2 separate regions of the Ovis aries genome follow, and region 1 is linked to region 2. Evidence: chromatin contacts called from public Hi-C data. All regions are on one chromosome and are shown on one strand. The core of a region is the stretch at or near the end of the contact, and the rest is flanking DNA. Distances in the headings are between cores, read along the strand shown.

Region 1 (5,461 bases), core at 2,281-4,780, 160 kb after region 2:
GAGACTGCGCGGACAAACTGTGGCACACCATGGACTATCACCCAGCAATAAGAAAGAGCGAACTGTGGGTACACCCGATAACGTGGATGAATCACACAGACGTTGAGTAAAAGTAACTGTACACACTGTGTGTATGCCTCTGATGATACGAAGTTCAAGAGAAAACAAAATGAAGAGATAGAAGAAAGATTAGCTGTAAGGGATACTGATTGGAAAGAGGCTCAAAGGAACCTTCTGGGGCAATGGCAGTGTTCTACCTACTGACCAGAGTGGCGGTTGCACAGCTGGATACCTACGTAAAAGTACTCTGACTGCAGCAATTCCCTGGCAAGCCAGTGGTCAGGGGCTTCCCCAGTGGCTCAGCGGTGAAGAATCTGCCTGCAGTGCAGGAGCTGCAGGAGGTGTGGGTTCGATCCCTGCATCAGGAAGATCCCCTAGAGGGCATGGCAACCCACTCCAGTATTCTTGCCTGGAGCATCATCATGGACAGAGGAGCCTGGTGGGCTACAGTTCATGGGGTCACTAAGAGTCAGACACAACTGAGCAACTTAGCACGCACACACGCCAGTGGTTAAGACGTGGCTCTTTCACTGCCATGGACCCGGGTTCAATCCCTGGTCAGGGAACTAAGATCTCACAGGCCATGCAGCCAAAAAATAGAGTACACCAACTGTACACTTGAGGTCTGTACACTTGATGTACTTTACTATACAGTATAACTCAGCTGAACATGTATATGAATGTAATGAAGAAATAGTGTGGGGATCTTCCAGGATCAAAGCTTCTTCGGGAGTTCCCTGGTGGCCTATTGGTTAGGATTCTGGGCTTTCACTACCATGTCCTGGGTTCAGTCCCTGGTTGTGGAACTGACATCTTGCAAGTTGAGCAGCACGGTCAAATAAATAAATAACAGATCAAAGCTTGAACCCCAGCCAGAGGCAGAAGCTACTTGAGGCAGTCTCCCGGTGTGGTGGTTTTAAAAATATGCCCCCAATTCTTTGATCTTCTTCCCTTCCAAAGGTGGAAACTAATTTCCCTCCCCTTGAATGTGGACCAGAGGCATTAAGCCAGCAGCCACTTCACAGGAGCCAGCCACCTGGGAAGGGCCCTCTCTATCTCTAACCAAATCCCCGCCTCCTGAGAAACTCTGAGCCTGGCCACCCCGCTAAGCTACTCCCAGCTTCCAGACCTTCAGGGACTGAGAGATAATAGAAACGTTTGCTGTTTCAAGCCACTAAGTGTCCTGGTAGTCTGTTACTAAGCTGCAATAGATAACTAAAACACGGATCTTTCTGTATCACCCCCACAAACTACCACCTAATGGCTACTGGTGGGGTGGGCTTCCACCTAGGTCTGGGGTTCCTGGGGCAAGCCCAGCCTCCCCACACTGCCCCTGCCTGGACAAACTCAGGAGCTCAGGCAGCCCTGCCCGTCTCGGCTTCTTGAAGCACCGACCTTTACCAGGCGTTGTCTCATTGCCCTAACACATCCCCCTGCTTCTTCACCTAAGCTCTGTGAGGGGAGGGTCCCCACCTGTCTCCCCAGCATAGCAGTGCTGGCCACACGGAAGGCGCTGGATAAAAACGGACCAAATGAATGGAAATCCCAGATCCTAGCAGACAGACACCACAGCAGCCTGGGAATTCCTGGCCCATTAGCTTCAAGAGGTCTGGAAGTTTTCAGCGCCGGCAAGGAGTGTGAGGGGCGGAGAGCTGGGTCCTACAGAAAGCAGCAGACCCAGGAACAGGTGTCTGGGCCTCCAGCCTTCCAAGCTCTCCTTCCCACCACCCTGAGATGCTGTTCTCTGACGAAGAAGGGAAATCAGGGCTCCCTGTGGGGACAGTCCCCGTGCCAGGGAGCCACTCCCCACCCTGACCCTGGATGTTCTGGGGCCAGGGCTTGAAGGGGTGACAAGCATTCCTTTTGCCCCGGGAGCAAAGTCAAGTGCTTCCGGCTGGTGCTTTAAGATCCCAGCGAAGGCATCACAACTCAACGACAAGAGTAGTTCATCTCGAACTCTACCTCCAATCCCAGAGGACGCCTCCTCTAACCCTCAACCGCGGCCCGCCCCAGGCCTGCCTCCCCAGCCCCATTGGCTGAACCCTCGCCACCGCAAGTCCCAGCCAATGAGCTGCCGTCCCTGCCCTTTTGAAAGGCGATCCAGCCGGGAATGGTCACAAGAGGCCAAGGAGCATGCCCTGAAGGGCAGGGGCAGCTGGACTGGCAGCCGGGGCTATTTCAGGCTCTGCAGGTCAGGTTGCCTGACTTCCCTCCTCTGTTCTGGCCCAGAGGCCAGCCCTGGGACTCATGCCCACCAGGACTCATGGCCCGCGCCGCCCCCCTCCCCGACCCCCCCGCGGCCCCAGCCGGAGGAAATGGCTTGATTCCTGGGTGTGGGGAGCAGGGGTGTCACTGTTCTCAGAGACACAACCTCCCCTCTCGGCCCTGCCCCGCCCCCCTCCTCCGCCCTGTGTCCCCCAGGAATGAGGCAGAGAGCTCACAAGTGTCCAGAGGCCAACGAGAAGGGCTAAAGGGCAACAGACCACGTGCCCAGAGAGGAAGGCCCCGGGGGGTATGGGGGGAGGTGTGACCGGCCTGCCCAGGGAGGCCCGTTCCTTGTGGCTATCTGATTCCACCAGGTGGGATGCCAGCCCCATAGCCCATTCCCTGCCACTCTAAAATGTCACCACTTGAGAAACCCCAGTATTGCGAAGCCGGGGGAGTTGAGAGCCTACTGTGAGATCTGAAGCAAATTCCAAGTGACCTTGGGCTACTCGGCGCAGGCGCCGGGCCTCAGTTTCCCTCATGCACAACAGATTTAGGTGCGAGGTCCCGGGTGCTCTCTGGGGGAGCCCCGCGACCCCTTTCAGTGGGGTGAGGCCACCCTCCTCACACTGCCTCCGACTGGGCCCTGGACCTGGTCCGGGGGAAGTAGTTTCCGGGGCTGGGCACATGTGGGGCGTGGCTGTTAATGGGGGGGGGGCGTCCATACCAGGCAAATGGGACCTTAACTTCCCCAGTTTTCTGGGGTGGACGAGGCGGCTAGCGGGGTGCTGTCCAGCCGGAGAGTGCCCACGAAGGGCCGCCCTCGCGCCCCCCTCCTGCTCACACTTACATTTTGCCTCCTTCCAGTCGGTGGAGGTGCTCAGGTCCACCTTCGCCGCCATGGCCAGGGGGGCCCAGGCGCGCACCCCGGCTCTCCGCCCCACCGCCGCCGCCCCCCAAGCCCCAACTCCCGCTGAGGTCCGCGCGCACGGGTGGTGCGCGCTCAGGGACGCCAGGGGACCGCACGCACTACTGCGGGTCCTCGTGGCACCCGGCGAGGGGCCGGGCCAGGGGCGCGGGGCGCCGAGCAGCTGCCCCGCCGCGCGCAGCTGTGCCAGGAGGCGGGACGCTCGGCTCTGCAGAAACATGAGCAGGCGGCGCGGGGCGGCTCCCCGCCCACTTCGACTCTCTTTACCGTGCTCAGGGAGTCTCTCCCTTATTTACTTGGGGACCAGGTGGCGCGTGCCAGCCCGAGGCGACCTGCTTGGGAGCCAGCGGGCCGCGCGGCCAGAAAACCCAGGCGCGCCGCTGGGCACCCTGGAACTTGTAGTCCCGGCCTCAGACAGGCCCCCGCACTCGTAAACACACGTGCGCGCCCCGCCCAGCCAGCCGAGTCGCACAGCCCTGGAGCCCGGCTCTCGGACGGTGGCGCTCCTGCCGTGCGCTTCCCGTCGGGGCTGGAAGTTGGCAACTTCCAACTTCCTGGTGGGAGACGCCCCTGGCCTCCGACCCTGTCTCCGTCTCCGCCCCTCCAGACGAGTGCACAGAGGAGAGTGTAACTCCTCACCGGTCACCCGGGCCCCACCCTACCCGCAGTCCCTGGGAGCCGCGCGTCCCCGCCGGCCGGGGCAGATGAGGCGAACGGGTAGGGCCGGTTGGGCGACTATTACCCAGGCCGCTGAGCCTCTGCCTCTTAGCCCCAGGGGCGGGCGGGGCCGCGACTGGAACCGAATCTAGAGTAACTCGGGAGGCAAGGATAGAAGTCCTGGAATTTGAAGACAGAAAATGAGAATTCCAAGCGGCGTTCTCGGTGTAAGAATTGGGGTGGTGTTTTTCTTTATATTTTTCCTATATTTTTTTACAAGGATTCTAAGGATGGAGTTGTTTTTTTAACATAAACATGTTAATATCTTTCTATAACATTTTATTATGTTATAAATATGATAGTTTTGGGGGAGGGGCGGGGTTTGGCTTGTTTTTGACCGGGGCTTGCAGGATCTTAGTTCCCAGACCAGGGATTGAATTCTGGGTTCACGGTAGTGAAAGCGCAGAGCCCTAACCACTGGACTTCCAGTTCAGTTCAGTTGCTCAGTCGTGTCCAACTCTTTGCCACCCCATGGACTGCAGCACACCAGGCTTCCCTGTCCTTCACCAACTCCTGGAAGCTTGCTCAAACTCATGTCTATCTAGTTGGTGATGCCATCCAACCATCTCATCCTCTGTCAGTCCCTTCTCCTGCCTTCAACCTTTCCAGACATCAGGGTCTTTTCCAGTGAGTCAGTTCTTCGCATCAAGTGGCCAAAGGATTGCACCTTCAGCTTCAGCATCAGTCCTTCCAATGAGTATTTAGTCCATCCTTTAGGATGGACTAGTTGAATCTCCTTGCAGTCCAAGGGACTCTCAAGAGTCTTCTCCAACACCACAGTTCAAAAGCATCAATTCTTAGGCACTCAGCTTTCTTTATAGTCCAACTCACACGTCCATATGTGACTACTGGAAAAACCATAGCTTTGAAGACGGATGTTTGTCGGCAAGGCAATGTCTCTGCTTTTTAATATGCTGTCTAGGTTTATCATAGCTTTTCCTCCAAGGAGCAAGCGTCTTTTAATTTCATGGCTGTAGTCACTATCTGCAGTGATTTTGGAGCCCAAGAAAATAAAGTCTGTCACTGTTTCCATTGTTTCCCCATCTATGTGCCTTGAAGTGATGGACTTCCATCAAGGCTGTGTATTGTCATCCTGCTTATTTAACTTATATGCAGAGTATTTCATGTGAAATGCTGGGCGGATGAAGCACAAGCTGGAATCAAGATTGCCAAGAGATATATCAATAACCTCACATACACAGATGACACCACCCTTATGGCAGAAAGCGAAAAAGAATTAAAGAGCCTCTTGATGAAAGTGAAAGAGGAGAATGAAAAAGTTGGCTTAAAATTCAACATTCAGAAAATGAAGATCATGGCATCTTGTCCCATCATTTCATGGCACATAGATGGGAAAACAATGGAAATAGTGACAAACTTTATTTTCTTGGGCTCCAAAATCACTGCAGATCGTGACTGCAACCATGAAATTAACAGGCACTTGCTCCTTGGAAGAAAAGCTATGACAAACCTAGACAGCATATTAAAAAGCAGAGACATTGCCTTGCTGACAAATGTCCGTCTTGTCAAAGCTATGGTTTTTCCAGTAGT
Region 2 (5,170 bases), core at 730-3,229:
TCAGCCCCAGACCCTTGTGTTGAGGGAGGCATTTACTTGGCGTTGGCAGCATGGCCGCAGTCCAGCACTGGACCACAGACGGATTCCTTCTCGCCCTCCAGAGCAACTGTATTCTCTGTCCCCACACCAATCCCGATCCAGCTCCCCTTTGCGTGCTCCCCACCCGCCAGACTCCCTAGTCAAAGTAAGGAGGTAAAGGTGGAGTTGTCTTACAGCTATTCTCAGGATTTTGTAAAGCCAAAATAGAAATCACGCTTTTGTCACCGACTGCTCCTCGTTTGGTAATACCAGTGCTACTGACTGAGGGCTTCCCAGGTTGCTCAGCAGCAAAGAGTCCACCTGCCAAGGAAGAAGATGCAGGAGACCCGCGTTTGATCCCTGAGCCGGGAAGATCCCCTGGAGGAGAAAATGGCAACCCACTCCGGTATCCTAGCCTGAAGAATCCCATGGACAGAGGAGCCCAGCGAGATACAGTCCACAGGGTTGTAAAGTCGGCCACGCCTGAACACGGCATGCACAAGCTACTAACTGAAGCTCCAACTGGCAGTTCCAGGTTGCACTGGCAAAACTGGGAAAAGGAATGAACAGCGTGTGTACTCTGGGTGTGTGTTGCGCTAAGTGGCTTTAGTCATGCCTGACTCTGTGACTCTGGGCGATAGACAGCCTGCCAGGCTTCTCTTTCCCACTAGTGTCGCCCGAGAAGCCCAGTGTGGTAGGAGTGGGATCCAAATGGGTAGCCCCTTTGCTTCCTTGAATTTCGAAGCAAACACAAGGATTGGTGGTGACCTAGGAAATAGTAATTTGCCATGTTGCTGGGGCAAAGACTTGGCATGTGTAGCGTTGCTGTGAGAGCGCCACTGTGGGCAGTGTGGTGAGCCCAGGCACCAACCGTCCCTACTCCAGAACTGGATGTAGCTCATGAAGATATTCATCCTATTCTGCACCTGTATTATCATGAACGGAGGGATCTGATTGGGGCTCAGACACGGCCTCCTCAAGTGCTAAGAGACCACTGTCATATCATGGAAAAGGCCCTCCATAGAGAAAGGCAAAGGAACAGTACCCCTGAAGGTGACTTCTCTAAATAACTGCATCTTCAGCATCCAAGGCCTTGACACTTTTTAAGTTTTATTTTTAGATAATTCACAGGTGATTTTAACAGAGTACACAGAAAGATCCTGGGTATCCTTTACCCACTTTCCCCCACTGGTAACATCTTGCGTTTGAAGCTACAGTACAGCATATTCCAGGATCTCCATATATATTCAAGATAAAGAGCACTTCTGTCTCCACAAGGATACTTCTGTTTCATTTTTATAACCACATCCACTTCCCTCCTTACTCCGACTCAACCCTTGGGAACCACGAATCTGTTTTTCATTGTTGTCAACTTCTATCTTAAAAAAAAAAAAAATCCTGATTTTCTCATAACCACAAGGGCAGGTAGTCCAAAGTAAGGTCGACCCCGAGGGACGTGGTCTCTCGGTCAGAAGCAGGACACCAAAGCCCGCTCGGAACCGAGACTCGGTGGAGGGGGGCGGTGAATTCCCAGAGCTCGGATATTAGCAGAATTCCCGGTCTCCTCGGCCAAGTGATCCTCATTGCATTCGCCTGTCTTGAGTTCTGGAGCCCGCAGCGGGAATTGCCTTCCGTGATTTGAATTTCATTTTCCTGCTTATCTCAATAATACAATCCGCGTTTCAAACTCTAGTGAAAAGAAAACTCAAGTGGCCCCAGGAAGCTCTTATCACCACCTGGCACATTGGGAGCCTGGAAAGATGGAACCGAGCAAGTGTGCGGGAGGAGGGCGGGCGGGGATTGCCCTCACTTCCCCGGCTTCCGCCGCCGCCGAACGAGACTGCGAGCCCCTCGGGTGACTACGCCCGAGGGGATCCCGTTGCTAGGGGCGTTACCAAGGAGGGGCCTCGAGGAGGGGCTGTCTTCCGGGGGGAGGCCGACTAGTAACCCGGAAGCGGTCGGCAGTGCGGCGCTGTTTAAAGATGGCGGCGGAGGAACCTCAGCAGCAGAAGCAGGAGCCGCTTGGCAGCGACTCCGAAGGTACCGACCAGGGGAGAGCCGCCCGGCCTGGGCTAGCGGGGGCGATGCCGGATGGCCGGTTCCCGAGGAAACCAGGGCTGGGGCGGCTGGCGGCGAAGCGAGCGGAGGGCCCCTTCCCCCGCGTCCGCCGCCTCCCCTCCCCCTCACAATGGAAGGAGCCGCCGCCGCGACCCCTGGCCGGCCGGGCGGCGGGAGAGAAAGCGGGCCGGCCTCCGGCCCGCGACTCTTCCCTGTCGCGCGCTCCTGGGGCGGGGCCTAGGCCGCTCCGCCCCTCCACCCCCCGCCCAGCCCCCTCCCCGCTGGGCGTCCGGCTCCCGGGTCCCGGCTCTCCCGCCCCGGACCTGGCAGTCAGGCCCGGGCCTAGTCCGGCCCCGTCTAGTCCGCCTCCTCCAGAGCGGCCCGAGCCCGGGAGGGCGTCGAATTACGCCGGGCTGCGGAGCACAAAGGACTGGGCGGGCCGCTGGGGATGCTGCGGGCCGCCCGGGGTTGTGAGCGGCCGTAGGTGTGTGCCCAGGAGGGCAGCGCCCTTCGTTTCCGGTAGAGTCCCCTCTCCTAGCCTCGCAGCCCCTTGCTTCCTGTCTCGGCATAGTTTCCTTAGACCCCTGAAGAGTTGGACCTCTCAAAACGGTCCCACCCTCTTCTTTTCACCCCTGAGTTAGACACTGGGGACTGAGGAGGTCACTAGGGTTGGGAGGGATGGCCCAGTTGCAGTGCAGTGTCGGGGGTGGGTGGAAGCCCAGCTGAGGCCCCGGCCTGCTCAAGATCAAAAGGATTGGCCTTAAAAGTCATTTAGCACACAGCTCCCTCTCTAACCGCACACTGAAAAACAGCTTTTGGGGACCTAGACCCTCCCCCCAATCCCCGAAGGGACTGGTTTAGGATCGTGTAAGTTAAGAAAGAACCAGAGCCAGGATTCAGGTCTCCTGGCTCCTCACCAGTGGCTGCTTGGCATGGGGCCCACAGGGTGGACCCGCCCAACTCAGTGATGAGTATTGAACTACACCTCTTAAGGTACCATCTCCTCAGGGCATCACAGTGAAGGGAGGAAGGTGGTGCTATCTGTCTCTATTCACAGCTGATGATGAGCCTCTGCAGTGAGGTGCCAGGGGAGTTATTGTGGCAAAGAGCCCAGGCTTTGCAATTAGACAAACCTGGGATTGACCACAGGTCTTCCTCGTCGCGACTTCGGGCAGGTGATTTCACCTGTCTGCGTTTTTGTTCTTTGTAAAATGGGCACCACTACGAATACCCAGGATGGCAGGTGGAGGAATGGTGTGACTGAGGAAAGCAAAGCGCTCATCTAGCCGAAGATGGTCTGCTTCCTCATCTGTCTTTCCTCAATAGACCTGGCTCAGGGGCCTTCCGGGCTGCTCGGAAGTGATGTTAGAGAGCAGGGGGAGAGGGCTTGTTCGAGCTGGAAGAGTGTACCCTGGGGGGCGATCACCTTGGCCTGCTTACTTTATTTTCCACCATTTATTTATACTTATTTGGCTGTGCCAGGTCTCAGTTATGGCATGTGGGATCTAGTTCCCAGACCAAGGATCAAACTCAGTGTAAGATCGGACCCCGGGGGGCCATGATGGGCCGCCCCTTCCCTCCCCCGTCGGCGGGGGAAGTCCCTAAGGAAGGGGCCTCCCAGATCCCGGGGACCAGTGACAGCACAGTTTGCCAGCTAAAGCTGCCCCACCTCCGCCACGTAGAAGGACGTATCAGCCCGTGACGCCTCGGCCCGGCAACCTATCCAAACCCCCATCCACTAACCTGGCCATCCCTCGCAGCGTGCATATATAAACAAACTTCTAACACGTTCTGGGCGGGTCCGGGAACCCCGCCCGGGAGCGCTTCGCCATTAAAGCCTGTTAGACACTCTTTTGGTGTCCTGGTCGTCTTTTACCTAACACCCAGGCCCCCTTGCATTGGGAGCTCGGAGCCTTAGCCACTGGACCTCCAGGGAAGTCCCTGGCCTCCTCCCTTTAAAGATGAGATAACTCATGCCCAGGAAATGGAAGGACTTTGCCAAGATCCCACAGTTGGGGTGGAGCAGGGCATGATGCATGCTTCCAGATTGCACGTCTGCTCTCCTGGCCCGTTCTTGTCCTCGGCCCAGCTTCCTGGAGTGGGGAGAGCCAGGGCCCACTGTAATACTTGGCCTTCTTCCTTTTTCCAGGTGTTAACTGTCTTGCTTATGATGAAGCCATCATGGCTCAGCAGGACCGAATTCAGCAAGAGGTGAGTGGCTGTGGCCAGTGGCCTTACTTTGGGGATACATTGGTTGGACTGAGGCCTACCGTTTGTCTTTACTGTGGAAGCTCCCTCCTCCCCAGGCTGAGCTGATACTAGATGCCTTTATGGGGAGAATGTGAGGTCCATGTGCCGCTGGGTGACTGGCCCAGCCACTCTCAGCTAGATGTTCGGGCTGACAGGTGTGGGTCACTCCATTTGCCTGTCAGAGTGTAATGGATTCCCCATCCCACAGATTGCTGTGCAGAACCCACTGGTCTCGGAGCGGCTGGAGCTCTCTGTCCTATACAAAGAATATGCTGAGGATGACAACATCTATCAACAGAAGATCAAGGTGGGAGCCTGGCCAGGGGACAGGAAGAGCCCTCGGGTGGGGGCAGGAGCCTGGCCACTTGATACCTGCGCTTGGCTGGGCCTGGCCTCAGAGGGGTGGACGGTTGGGGAGCCCTCTGGTCACTGGTTCACAGGTTGGCAGAGTCTGGAACCAAAAAGACTTTGATTCAGATCCTGACGCTGCCATGTGGCAGCTGTATCCTCAGCAGCTCCTTCGATGTCTCAGAGGTGTGGAGACCTCAGCTGTGAAATCGGGGTGATGAAAGCAAGGGTGCTTGTGAGGTTGCGGGAGACGATGCCTCGGGCCTGCTGCTGGCTGTGGGGAGCTGGTGGTCTCAGTGTTCATGGTGGGGCTGGTGGGCGGGGGCTGGCTAGTGGGGGAGGGTGCCAGCGGAGACACAGTCTTGCCCCCTGCTTCCGTGGAGAGGCAGGCAGCACTGGGGAGAGGGGCCCCTGGATCTTCATGTAAGGCCCTGCTGCCTCTCTTAGAAACTGAGGTAAGTCCCTTAACCACTCACTCCCTTCTCTCTGAGCTGGG

The links. A called contact is a pair of places that touch in the nucleus more often than the background predicts.
Region 1: a Hi-C map of retroperitoneal adipose tissue shows a contact between it and region 2, with 3 times the contacts expected there. The contact joins the promoter of MACROD1 here to the promoter of OTUB1 in region 2. A contact is called at or near these places in 13 of 16 Hi-C or Micro-C datasets (blood, hypothalamus, liver and 7 more).

Annotation. Positions count from the first base shown.
Region 1 is chr21:38,928,201-38,933,661 of ARS-UI_Ramb_v3.0, forward strand. MACROD1 (mono-ADP ribosylhydrolase 1) reads right to left here and starts at 3,531. Exons shown (of 9, transcript XM_060404077.1): 1 at 3,116-3,531. The coding sequence starts at 3,413. LOC105604106 (a long non-coding RNA gene) reads left to right here and starts at 3,662. Exons shown (of 2, transcript XR_006057543.2): 1 at 3,662-4,075.
Region 2 is chr21:38,766,459-38,771,628 of ARS-UI_Ramb_v3.0, forward strand. OTUB1 (OTU deubiquitinase, ubiquitin aldehyde binding 1) reads left to right here and starts at 1,980. Exons shown (of 7, transcript XM_027959286.2): 1 at 1,980-2,058; 2 at 4,226-4,287; 3 at 4,535-4,633. The coding sequence starts at 2,001.